2 separate regions of the Rattus norvegicus genome follow, and region 1 is linked to region 2. A link is a contact called in public Hi-C data. All regions are on one chromosome and are shown on one strand. Each heading gives the region's core, a stretch centred on a gene start, on an enhancer-like site or on the middle of the called end of the contact. The rest is flanking DNA. Distances are from core to core; before and after follow the strand shown.

Region 1 (5,211 bases), core at 2,542-5,041, 82 kb before region 2:
CCTCCTGGGGGAGCCAAGAGAGTAAAGTGACAGGAGCAGCTGGGCTCTATTCAGGTCATCACAGAAGGTTGATCTACTCAGGGACAAGCAGGACCCTCAGTGAAGCTTCAGTGTACCCAGAGGGTTCTGGCTGCTCTGGGGCTGCAGATAGTGTCAGGTTGGAGTAGCTTTAGGACTGTGTGGCTTGTCAGTTATAGCTCACAGGGCTGGCCCTGCAGTGCCGTTTGTGTCTATGTTGTAATAAAAGTGAACTCCTACAGGTTCTAGAGGAGCCTGAACCAAGCTTTCACGCAGGACTGCTGTCTCTGCCACTTTGGGGCATGTGGCTGACAGACGGCAGGGAACTGTGGTTCTATCTTACCAATAATCAGGAGACCTGGGGGGATGTAGTCATCTTTCTTTTTTTTTTTTTTTTTTTTGGTTCTTTTTTTCGGAGCTGGGGACCGAACCCAGGGCCTTGCGCTTCCTAGGCAAGCGCTCTACCACTGAGCTAAATCCCCAACCCCATCCTTCTTTTTTTAAAAAACCTTCTTACTATGTCCAAGGGCTGCCAGCTGGGCTGCTTCCTTGGCTACAGAAGGCCACTTGCCAAGGCAGAGGGTGGGAGGACACAACATTCTAGGGAAGACAAGTGTCAGGGGAAGGAGGTTGTGCACGCTGTGTGGATTATAGCCTCAGGATTCCAAGTCATTGGGTGAGGGAGTGGTTCATTGTTAGAAAAGCTACTATCTAGCTTTGATTCAGATCTGTTCCCCTGCCACCCAGCTGCCTTGTTAATTCAAATCAGCCTTGGTACAGAGCATTGGTGAATAGTGGGTCCCAAAGCCATCCTCTTCCTCACTCAGCTGTTGTCCCCAGGCCCTGTGGAAAGGATGACCCTCTGTCACTACTTATGGTAGAGCAGCCATGTTCTCTGCCACCCTGTCTGCCTCCTCCTCCATTCTTCTATCTCTAGGACCACCCAGCACACACAGTCTGAACTACGTGTTGTCCTTAATTGTATTCTTTTGCCATTAATGTCTTTTGCCATTAATGTCTGGCGATGAGAATGGCTGTAGACACATTGCTCTTCTTTCTTGTATTCCTTGAGCTGGGACCCCTGAGACTTTATGGGCCCACAGGACAGGCAGCAGCTCAAGTGTCTGGTGCTTTCATAGTACTTGATTTGCCAAAGAAGAAACTGAGTAATGTAGTCAAAGATCTCTAAGTAGGTACCAGCACGAGTGGGACACAGCCTGGTCCTGTTGGACACTATAATCTGGCTGCCCATCATGTGGACCCCCTGTGATGGTGGAAGGCCAGTGCAGATAGGGTTATACCCACCTTAGAAAGTGAGGCTGAGAAATGTGGCTGGCCCACTGCACATGACTGGGCCACTGAGCATGTTTGCCTCTGAGTGTTGTCCTTTGGTGTGCTTTGAGACTCTGGATATCTGGGAGACCTATAAGGAAGGTGGTTGTGTCCAAGCACGGTGGGGGCGGGGGGCTGTTGTCTGACTAAACTCTGGGTGATCTTTAGTACTGGTTAAGTCAGACACTAGCTAGGTCAGGGTAGCCAGTGAGCCTGCCCCTGGCCAGAACTGACTGAAGCTGAGCACAGACCTGCACACAGTAGGATCTGAATACATGGTGACTGGATCCATAACATGGAGTCATGGTCAGCCTGGAAAAAGACAAGCACTGACTTATTTATTCCAGAGGTGGGGCTGCTTTGGAAGACTGCCTCCTCAAAGCCATGAAGCCTAAGCAAGAAACTAGACCAGCCAATCCTGGTTTCCTGAGCATACACCCCCTTGCGGCTCTCATTCATTCTACAGATCAGATACCTATTGAATGTGTGTTCCTTGCCAGGTCCCAGGGCTCAGGCGTTGTGCACGCAGCTTTCCTATAATCTGGGAAAGATGCATACTGCTGTTCTTGGAAGTTAGCATGTGCTTCCCTGGCTGGCACAGTGACCAAGGAATGTTGGTTGAATGTATAAATAATGAGCAAGGAGCAGAGTGACGGGTGACTGTAGCGGGTGTGGATGGAGGAGGGCAGAGCTCAGGGGAGCACTCCCACAGTGTGGCCTTTATGCCAAGACTTGGATGACAAGAGCATGGACAACTACAGAGGGTGAGGGGTGGGGATAGCTGGTACCGACATGTGTAGGGAGAAGAGCTTTGGTCACTAAGGGACCCATAGATCAGTGTGGCTGGGCTCAGCCTGGGACAGAGGGTACCTTTCTAATTGAACAGAAGGGCTTTGAACAGGAGATGGACATAATCTCGTTTTGTATTGTTTTTTTTGTGTCTTTAGTCCCTACACTAATGTATAGAGAACAAATTAGGAGAAACGGAGACCAAGACTAGAAACCAGGGGACCAGTGAGTGGGTGAGGGCAGAGTCCAGGAGCTAAGTGGGTAGAGCGGGGGGGATCAGAGAACAGAGTGATGCAAAGTTTTCTGAGGAAAGGCCTCTAGGAGTCCCTGTGGCTAGATTGTTGAGGGAGGAAGAAAAGGGAGGAAAGGGGAACCCCTTGGTTTGAACCCTAGCAGCTGGTTACCTGCCAAGATCTCTTTGTGACCTGAACAATCCTGGAAGAGGCTAGCTCATTCCTGAGAGATCTGGGCCATGGAATTTGTGAAGTGTAGAGCAGTCACCTATTGCTTCCATGTGCCACATGCATGGTCTGTTTGTCTGTGCATTTGCCCAGAGTAACCCTCTCTCCTACCGAACTGGTCCAGGGTTTGACTCACATGCAGCAGCAAAGTGAGAACTGAAGTCCTTGGCATGGCGGTCACTGCTGATGGGCAGTGGCCTGCTCTGCAGGCTGTGACCTGGAAGGGCACCATACAAGATCAGCGTTCTCAGTCTCCAGAATTCAGCATGAGAAAGACACCGAGGCCACCAGATGTGTGGCATTCTCGTGCTTTGGGTCTGAGACCCATTTGTCCAGGAAGCACTGCTGCTCCCTGTGTCTTCAGAAGGGCCATTGGCACCTCTCCTGTGGCATGACAGAGGAGGCTGCAGGAAGCCTGGGCTGCCGGTCTCAGATGGCTCTGAGCCTTGGTCTGGGTGGAAGTTGAGCCAGATGAGGCAGATGGGGAGATGGAAGGCCAAGGAAGGCAATGGTAGAAGCCCCTGGCCACTGCTCCTGTCATTGAGCAGGAGCCAGCCTGGAACTGTCCTCAAAAGTTCCACACTGATGGGGAAGCTGGCATTTCACCTTCTTGTGCCTGCAGTGCTATAACATTGGGCACTGCCCCGTCCTCTACCTCCTGGAAGCCTTTTTTCCCAGGGCTAGCTCTTCCTCCTCCCTCCTGACAGCTGACTTCTTTTGTGACTAGATATGGAGGTTCTCTAAGGTTCTGACCTTGATGTTTCTTTCCTTGGTGAGCTTCCATACCAGCTTGGAGGGCTTCAACTGTCTCTTAGTTCTACAGGGCCAGACCTTTCTCTTGAGCCCCACAACCCCTGTTCTACCCAGTTCCAGCCCTCCAGTTGTGTGTTCCTTTAACCTCACATATGCTGCATGTCTGAAATCTTGACAGTGACTCCAGGAGAGAGCCAGAGAGCCAGGACACTATCTTCACAAACTGTTTTGGACCTTTGGACAAATGGCAGGCAGAGATGATGACGAATAAGGCCTGCCTTCCCTGTCTCCTGCTGCACCATGTGAACACATAAATATAGCCACGTTAACACAGCAAGCAGAGCCACTCTGCCAGCCAAGAAAGAGAAGCTACCATGGGCTAAAAATAAAATGTGAGCTGTGTCCCAGAGTCTGGGCCTCGAGCTGTTAGGATGATCCAGTGTGACTAGGCCTTTGGAGCTGGGGCCCAGACTTGGAGAGGAGAGGCCCAGTTTCAGGCCCATGCTGTGTACAGCTATCTGTTGTCATGGTACCTCAAGAGCGACTGCAGTCAGGAGGATCCAAAGGGAGGGAAGACAACTATGATAATCCTTATCCAGCCATGTGTGGCTATGCATGCAGGGGTCTGAGTGCATGCAGGGGTCTGAGTGCATGCAGGGGTCTGAGTGCATGCAGGGGTCTGAGTGCATGCAGGGGTCTGAGTGCATGCAGGGGTCTGAGTGCATGCAGGGGGTCTGAATGCATGCAGGGGTCTGAGTGCATGCAGGGAGTCTGAGTGCATGCAGGGAGTCTGAGTGCATGCAGGGGTCTGAGTGCATGCAGGGGTCTGAGTGCATGCAGGGGTCTGAGTGCATGCAGGGGTCTGAGTGCATGCAGTTTTACAGGCATAAGAGGCTAAGGCTACAGGGAAGAAATGAGAGGCCTGGAGAGTAAGAAGGAGCTGCACTCAGCATCCATCTGAGGGCGAGGATTAGAGTAGATAAGTAAAAAGTGTTTAGCACTGTGCCCAGCATAGAGATTCATTTTCAGCTCTCCTTGGCTGTTCTTAAATGGGTTGCAGAAGCTGCCATCCCTGCAAGCAGACCCTGTATGTATGACCTGGATGATCGTTGACTTCCATCAATCTCTTTGCTTCTGGTCTTACCAGTTCGTTCTCATACCATGCTGGAGCGATCTCCCTGTATACACAGTGCTGGGGTTTGGACACCTGGTTAAAGAGAGCTTTGCTCTGTTTTGTTTGTCCTGCCCTGCCCCTACCTGACCTTTCTTGGTCAGAGGCCTCACATTCCACTGCTCTTGCAAAGCAGCTCCAATGCATGTTAATGCTCTCATACAGCATTATGGTAAAGATCACCAGCCAATCTCACCATTTACACACCCAACCCTCTACTTCAGTGATGCTTTTGAATAAAGGAAAGATTCTGAGCTTGAATTAGAGGGTTGGTATGTGCTCATGGGTGGTACACCTGGGGTGCCACACTCACAGGCAGTGAGTGTTTTACTGAGCACCAAGAGCCTTACAGAGGCTCTTTTACAGTGAGAGCAAACACCAGTTTACGTACTTCGTACGTATCTGATGTAAACCAGCCTTTGCCAGCTCATCATCTCCTTCCCAGCTACATGGCCATTCAGAGCTCCAAGTCACGTATTCCACAAAGGAGAGCTGGCCAGAGGAGGGTCTGTTAACACAGCCACCGTCAGCTCACTCTCCCACTTTTGATTACTATTCAGTGTTCATGCTCCTTGGCTTGTGGTCAGAATCCTGTTTGCAGGTTGAGCTGAAGTAGCTGAGAAAATAGAATAAGCTGGCAAAATGGTGGTCATGTGACCAGACTTTGTCAAAAGGCAAGTTTCCCTC
Region 2 (4,971 bases), core at 1,647-4,146:
CATCAGCCTTGATAGATGCTTCCTGTAGGGAGTGGGCAGAGACGAGAACTCTTGCTTCCCTTGCTTGTACTACACATAGGAAGTAAGCACAAAGCACTGTCGCCCCACCAGAAACTGGTCTTCCTTCACACAAGTGGCCTACCTTGTATGTCAGCAATATCCACCCTCAGAGCCCACCATTATCACCCAGGTCACATGGAGCCCTCAAAGCTTCCCGAGTGCTTACTCAGTGGTGTGGGCAGCCTGCCGGCCTTCCCAGACCTCTGACATGGCTGTACACCTCAGATGTGACCTACTAATGGCGAATTCAGAAACTGATGTCAACTGCCTTGGTCTGCAGTGAATTATACACTTCCATGAATTTATATGGAAAAAATGAGCATTGACCACATTTTATGCTATGGGAAATCATACAGTACTTCTTTGAGTCTTTATACCTAAGTACCATAATTAGTAAGGGAAAATATTTTTCTTCTTTTAAAAATACCAAGCCGCGAATGGTAGCACAGGCTTATAATCCCAGGACATGGGATATAGAAACAGGGTCACTATCTGTGACGTGGCCTGGGCTATATGAGACCCTATCTCAAAACAAACAAACAAACAAACAAACAAACAAACAAACAAACCAGAGAGTCAGAGCAGCTGGCGAATCACGCAGCATGTGCTGATATTCTATAGATAAACTATTCTTCCTGCGTTCTCCTCACAGAGGAGACAGTTGGAAACACCAGTGTGAGCTACTTAATTTCCAGCCTGTATGAGGTTCAGTGGGAGCAGACCGAAGAGAGCCCAAAACTTGCTTGGAGAGCCAGGGGTCACCTCCACGGGCTTGGGGTTTTCCCTTCCTCTGGACTTGTTTGTTCACTTTTGGTTTTATTTTAGTTTAGATGTTTAGCCAGGATGTGACTGGACAGGGCTCTTTCCTGGAACAGGCTGAGTTCTTCTGGGGGACAGGCTGTGCCCTGGTTAACTGTTCCCAGGCCCCCCATTTCCTCGTACAGGTTTCTTCCCTTGCCCCTTTCCATGGCACTGGCACGAATTGCCAGGCTGGCCTTCCACACCTACCACACAATCTCCCATGGTGCCTGCTTGGCGCCTTGGTGCCTCTAATGGTGTTTCTGCTCCAAGGTTGCTTTGGTTTTTTGTGGGTTTTTTGCAATGCTATGTATGTATGTATGTTGGGCAAGCACAGAGTTGTTCCCCTGCCTTAATTCTTTAGTGTGCTTTTACTTTTGTTAGCCCCCCCACCCCCCATCCCACTCCCCTCCCACAGTTTGACCTCTGCCAGAAGCCTTGTCTTCTGGGGCTGTATTTCTGATACTGTGTCCCAGAGCTTGGAGCAAGCCATTGAGGGAGCAAAGCACTATACTTCTGCGGCCCTGCGCTCCCTGTAGTCCAGCCCATGACTTGGTAATTTCCCATGTCCCTTTGTTGAGTTTTCTTTCCATAGACTGTCTCCTTGGATGTGGTGGAGTCTATGGGGCTTGAGGTTTATCAGAGACAGCCATTTGGGTTTCCCTCTGGGCACACTCCCATCCTCTCCTGCCAGTAGCAACCGCAAGTGCATGTGAGCAGAGGAGCACCAGGAACGCCAGAGGCCCGGGTCAGCTCCTGCCCGGCAGCCCTCAAGCACTGCCCAGGCTTCTAAGTCTTCTAGCCCTGGATTTCTGAGAATAAGGATGAGTCCAAATGATCTCCCTTTAGAAAGCCTCGGCCCAGAGCTGCTCAGTCTCTGTCCTGTACATCTACCTAAAGTGTGTTGAACTTATTTATAGATTCTAGCAATAACACACCCCACCCTCACCCTGGTCTCAGTGAATGAGAGGCCTTCTGTCTCTTATCTACAGGAATTATAGTGACAACTGAACTGCGGGAGGCTCTGTGAGGGTTGGTTACACATCCCCATCCCTCCTAAGTTCTTGTTGCTGTTGTTTTTCAAGTAGCTTTACTGAATGTCCACTCTGTTCAGATACTCTGGCAGCCCTTGGTCTCCATGAAAGCCTGTGAGAGCTATGGACAGCAACCAAATCAGTCATAAATTAGGATGCTGGATCTTGAGCACAGATGCCTGGCGCCCCCAGTTTTCCCCCAGTGTGCATGTGGGATTCCGAGCATCAGACATACTGCAGCCACCAGGTTCCTTCATTGGAATTCTAGCGGCCAGTGACCTGAAGCAGGCCACTCTCTGGAGTTAAAGAGAGGTGGAGGCAAGGAAGGGCATCTTAGCAAATACCGCAGATGTCAAGGACACAACTAGGCCATTTTCTGTCTCATCTAAGAATGTTAATGTCTCATATGTTTTGTGCCTGTCAAATGCCTTTCTTCATCAGACTGTTGGGATCAGGGGCCATGCCCTGTCTAGTCCCCCACCCCTATGTCTAGGATGTGGGAGGCACTCTGCGAGTATCTGTAGTATCAATACCCTTGCCCAGGGACAATGGACATCAACTGAGCTGTGTCCTTGCAGCTTCCCCTCTCCACAGTAGCCTGTCACTTACCCTCAGGCTCTTGGGCCTTTCCAATTGTCATCAGCTTCCCTGCCCCTGTGATCACTCTCTTCACCCCAAACCATCCTCTGATTGTGTAGCAAGGGTATCCTGATGACCAGTGTGGACAGCAGATCCTACTGGGACATCAATGTGCTCTTAGGAAGGGAGGTAGAATGGGATAAAACTAGTGCTGGATAAATGGACAGAAAAAGTATGGATTTCAAGGAGGTGCCTAGGAGGCCAGAGCCCAGGGTTCAAGTGTCTTGGGTCACTGTCCAAGAAAATTGAGTTCTGGTACACAAGGGGAACAGATGTGGTTAAGCCTTCCAGTCTGCAGCCTGACCCAGCCAGTGCTGGCCAATGGCAGAAAAGCCAGAATACTAGTTTCTTCGGGCTCCCCCTGCTGGTTGGGTTGCAGTCCCTGCCCATAGGAGTGGTCTGGGAAGGAAAACCAGGCCTAGGCCATCTAGATCTGGCAGAGCATAGGCTCAGTCCATAGTGGGAGAGGGTGGGACTCATGGAGATGGCCCACTGTACTGCCCCCGCAGCCACTAAAACTGGCTTCCCTAAAACTTCCTGGAAGGGATTTGCATGTATCCGTTCACTGTGAAGAGAAATGGGGAGTTCCAACCCTCTAAGCCTGACAACCACAAATAAGTGAGTGCAGGTAGAAGAGACCTTCAGGACTTCACTGCTGAAAGAACAGAAGAAGATCTGCTCTGAGAAAGAGATCAGTGTTGATCTACCTAGACCTTGAAAAATCTGCTGCTCATTTCCCAGAGGATGCAGGGAAATTGATGACGGAGGCCCAGAACATGGGGTCGGTTACAGTCTCCATCGAGTCATGAATAAAGCTGACAGCCTTGTTATTTTTGGTATACTTAAAGACTAGGCACCAAGTGGCCACAGATCTGTAAGTGTATTAGGGGAAATGGAAAATACTTTGGCGACTAAAGCAGCCGTCTGTGAGCTCACACTCTGGCTGGGATCCTGATGGCCTGGGACGTTCGGGGAGCCTTTCTGTGCACAGTAGCTGATCTCAGAGCCAGCACTGGAAAGACAAGCTTGGGAGTGTTTTACTTGGCACGTGGCAGCCGCCGTTCTACCCAGTGTAGGCGCAGGTTTCCGAGCCTTTCACTTTGGGAGCCATCTTCCATTTCCTTTGATGACGTTGGCACCTCTGGATACTCTTTATAGCACTCAGAGAAGGGAGGGTGGTTAGTGTGAAGATGACAGGCCAGTGCTCCCTCACAGTGTGGCTGTAGGGTCGGGTGCCGGCAGGGGCAACTAGTCTCCTCCACCCTGCAGCAGAAGAAGAGCCATGCATGCAAATAAAGCCTCAGATTTGGCTCCAGTTGGATCCAATTCTCTAAGCCCTATTCTGTGCACCTCAGAGGTGGATCTGAAAAATGGAGAAGTCAAGCTACACATAGCCTTGACCTGTGAACATGGTATCCATGCTGTAACAAAAGAAGGGACAGTAAGCCCAAGGGCACAGGGACAGGAGTGGGGGAGTTGTCTTTGCATCAGCAGTCCATCTGGGCATTCTTGGTTAAGGGTAGAGAGGCTGGAGAGGCCACCCAGGGCAGCACAGGGGACAATAAAACTTCTCTCTCTACTGAGGAGGGAAACTCATGGATGACTCTGAGGGGAAGGGGACAGTGTGCTGGGATTGGGAAAGATCTCAGGGTGCAGTGGATTGGCCTTAGATAGCCTAGATGCAGGCAGGTAGGATAGAGATGAAGAAGGTCCCTGTGAAGAGACCATGGTCTGTGGGACCATGAAAGGCACCCTGGTTCCTGGTTGAGCTAAGGCTTGAAACCCTGGTGACCCTGAAGGGATGGTAGGCCCTTCCCCTGTTCCCAGCTACCAGGCCCCTGTCACTAGCCACAGACCCCCATAGATTTGTGGCAATCAGTTATACAAGGGCAACAACCCAAGCCTCTCCACATGTAGAGGACTTGACCTGTGGTCATGGAGGCTCGAGACAGATCTCCATTATAATGAGGTAGCTAAAGGCCTGGAGGACTGAGCCAATAAGCTTTCCTTCCCAGACATTTCTCCCTGCAAAGGGTATTTAATCTCAGGCCCACCCTGAGAAGTAGGGTACGGTTTTACTCATCCATTCTCCGCCATGACAATAAATGCCTTGAAGCCATGGACGGCCTCTTTTCATTGGGATCTGCTGTGGGGAGCCATAGAGAAGGCCCTTGCCTATAGAGCCACTGTCTAATCTCTGGCAGAAGGCCTCTCTATGCTCCCAGAGCTGCTGTGCTCACAGCGGCCACCAAGCCCAAGCTCAAGCCTCAAGCCATCAAGCCAAGAGCTCTCCCCACAGGACCAGCCGGAGCTCCCTTCTTTTTCCCCCTTGGCGCCTAGATATCAGAAAGCCTGAGAACCAAACAGCCCCCACCTCCTTGAAGGCCCAGGGACCCCCAAGCCAGCTCCAGCTGTCCTGTGCCTCAGACTGTGCTTCCCC

Evidence for each region. Hi-C and Micro-C count contacts between places; a contact is called where the count stands out from the background.
Region 1: a contact with region 2 is called in a Hi-C map of psoas muscle, with 2.0 times the contacts expected there. The contact joins two enhancer-like sites. A contact is called at or near these places in 3 of 12 Hi-C or Micro-C datasets (hepatocytes, liver and psoas muscle).

Annotation. Positions count from the first base shown.
Region 1 is chr3:36,965,346-36,970,556 of GRCr8, reverse strand. All of the region lies in intron 7 of Ralgps1 (Ral GEF with PH domain and SH3 binding motif 1), which reads left to right. Among named protein-coding and RNA genes, the nearest start is that of Angptl2, 53 kb to the right of the region's middle. Within about 2 kb of position 3,791, at least 37 of the 93 cell types and tissues checked have an H3K27ac peak or open chromatin away from gene starts, as enhancers often do.
Region 2 is chr3:36,882,751-36,887,721 of GRCr8, reverse strand. All of the region lies in intron 8 of Ralgps1 (Ral GEF with PH domain and SH3 binding motif 1), which reads left to right. Among named protein-coding and RNA genes, the nearest start is that of Angptl2, 30 kb to the left of the region's middle. Within about 2 kb of position 2,896, at least 31 of the 93 cell types and tissues checked have an H3K27ac peak or open chromatin away from gene starts, as enhancers often do.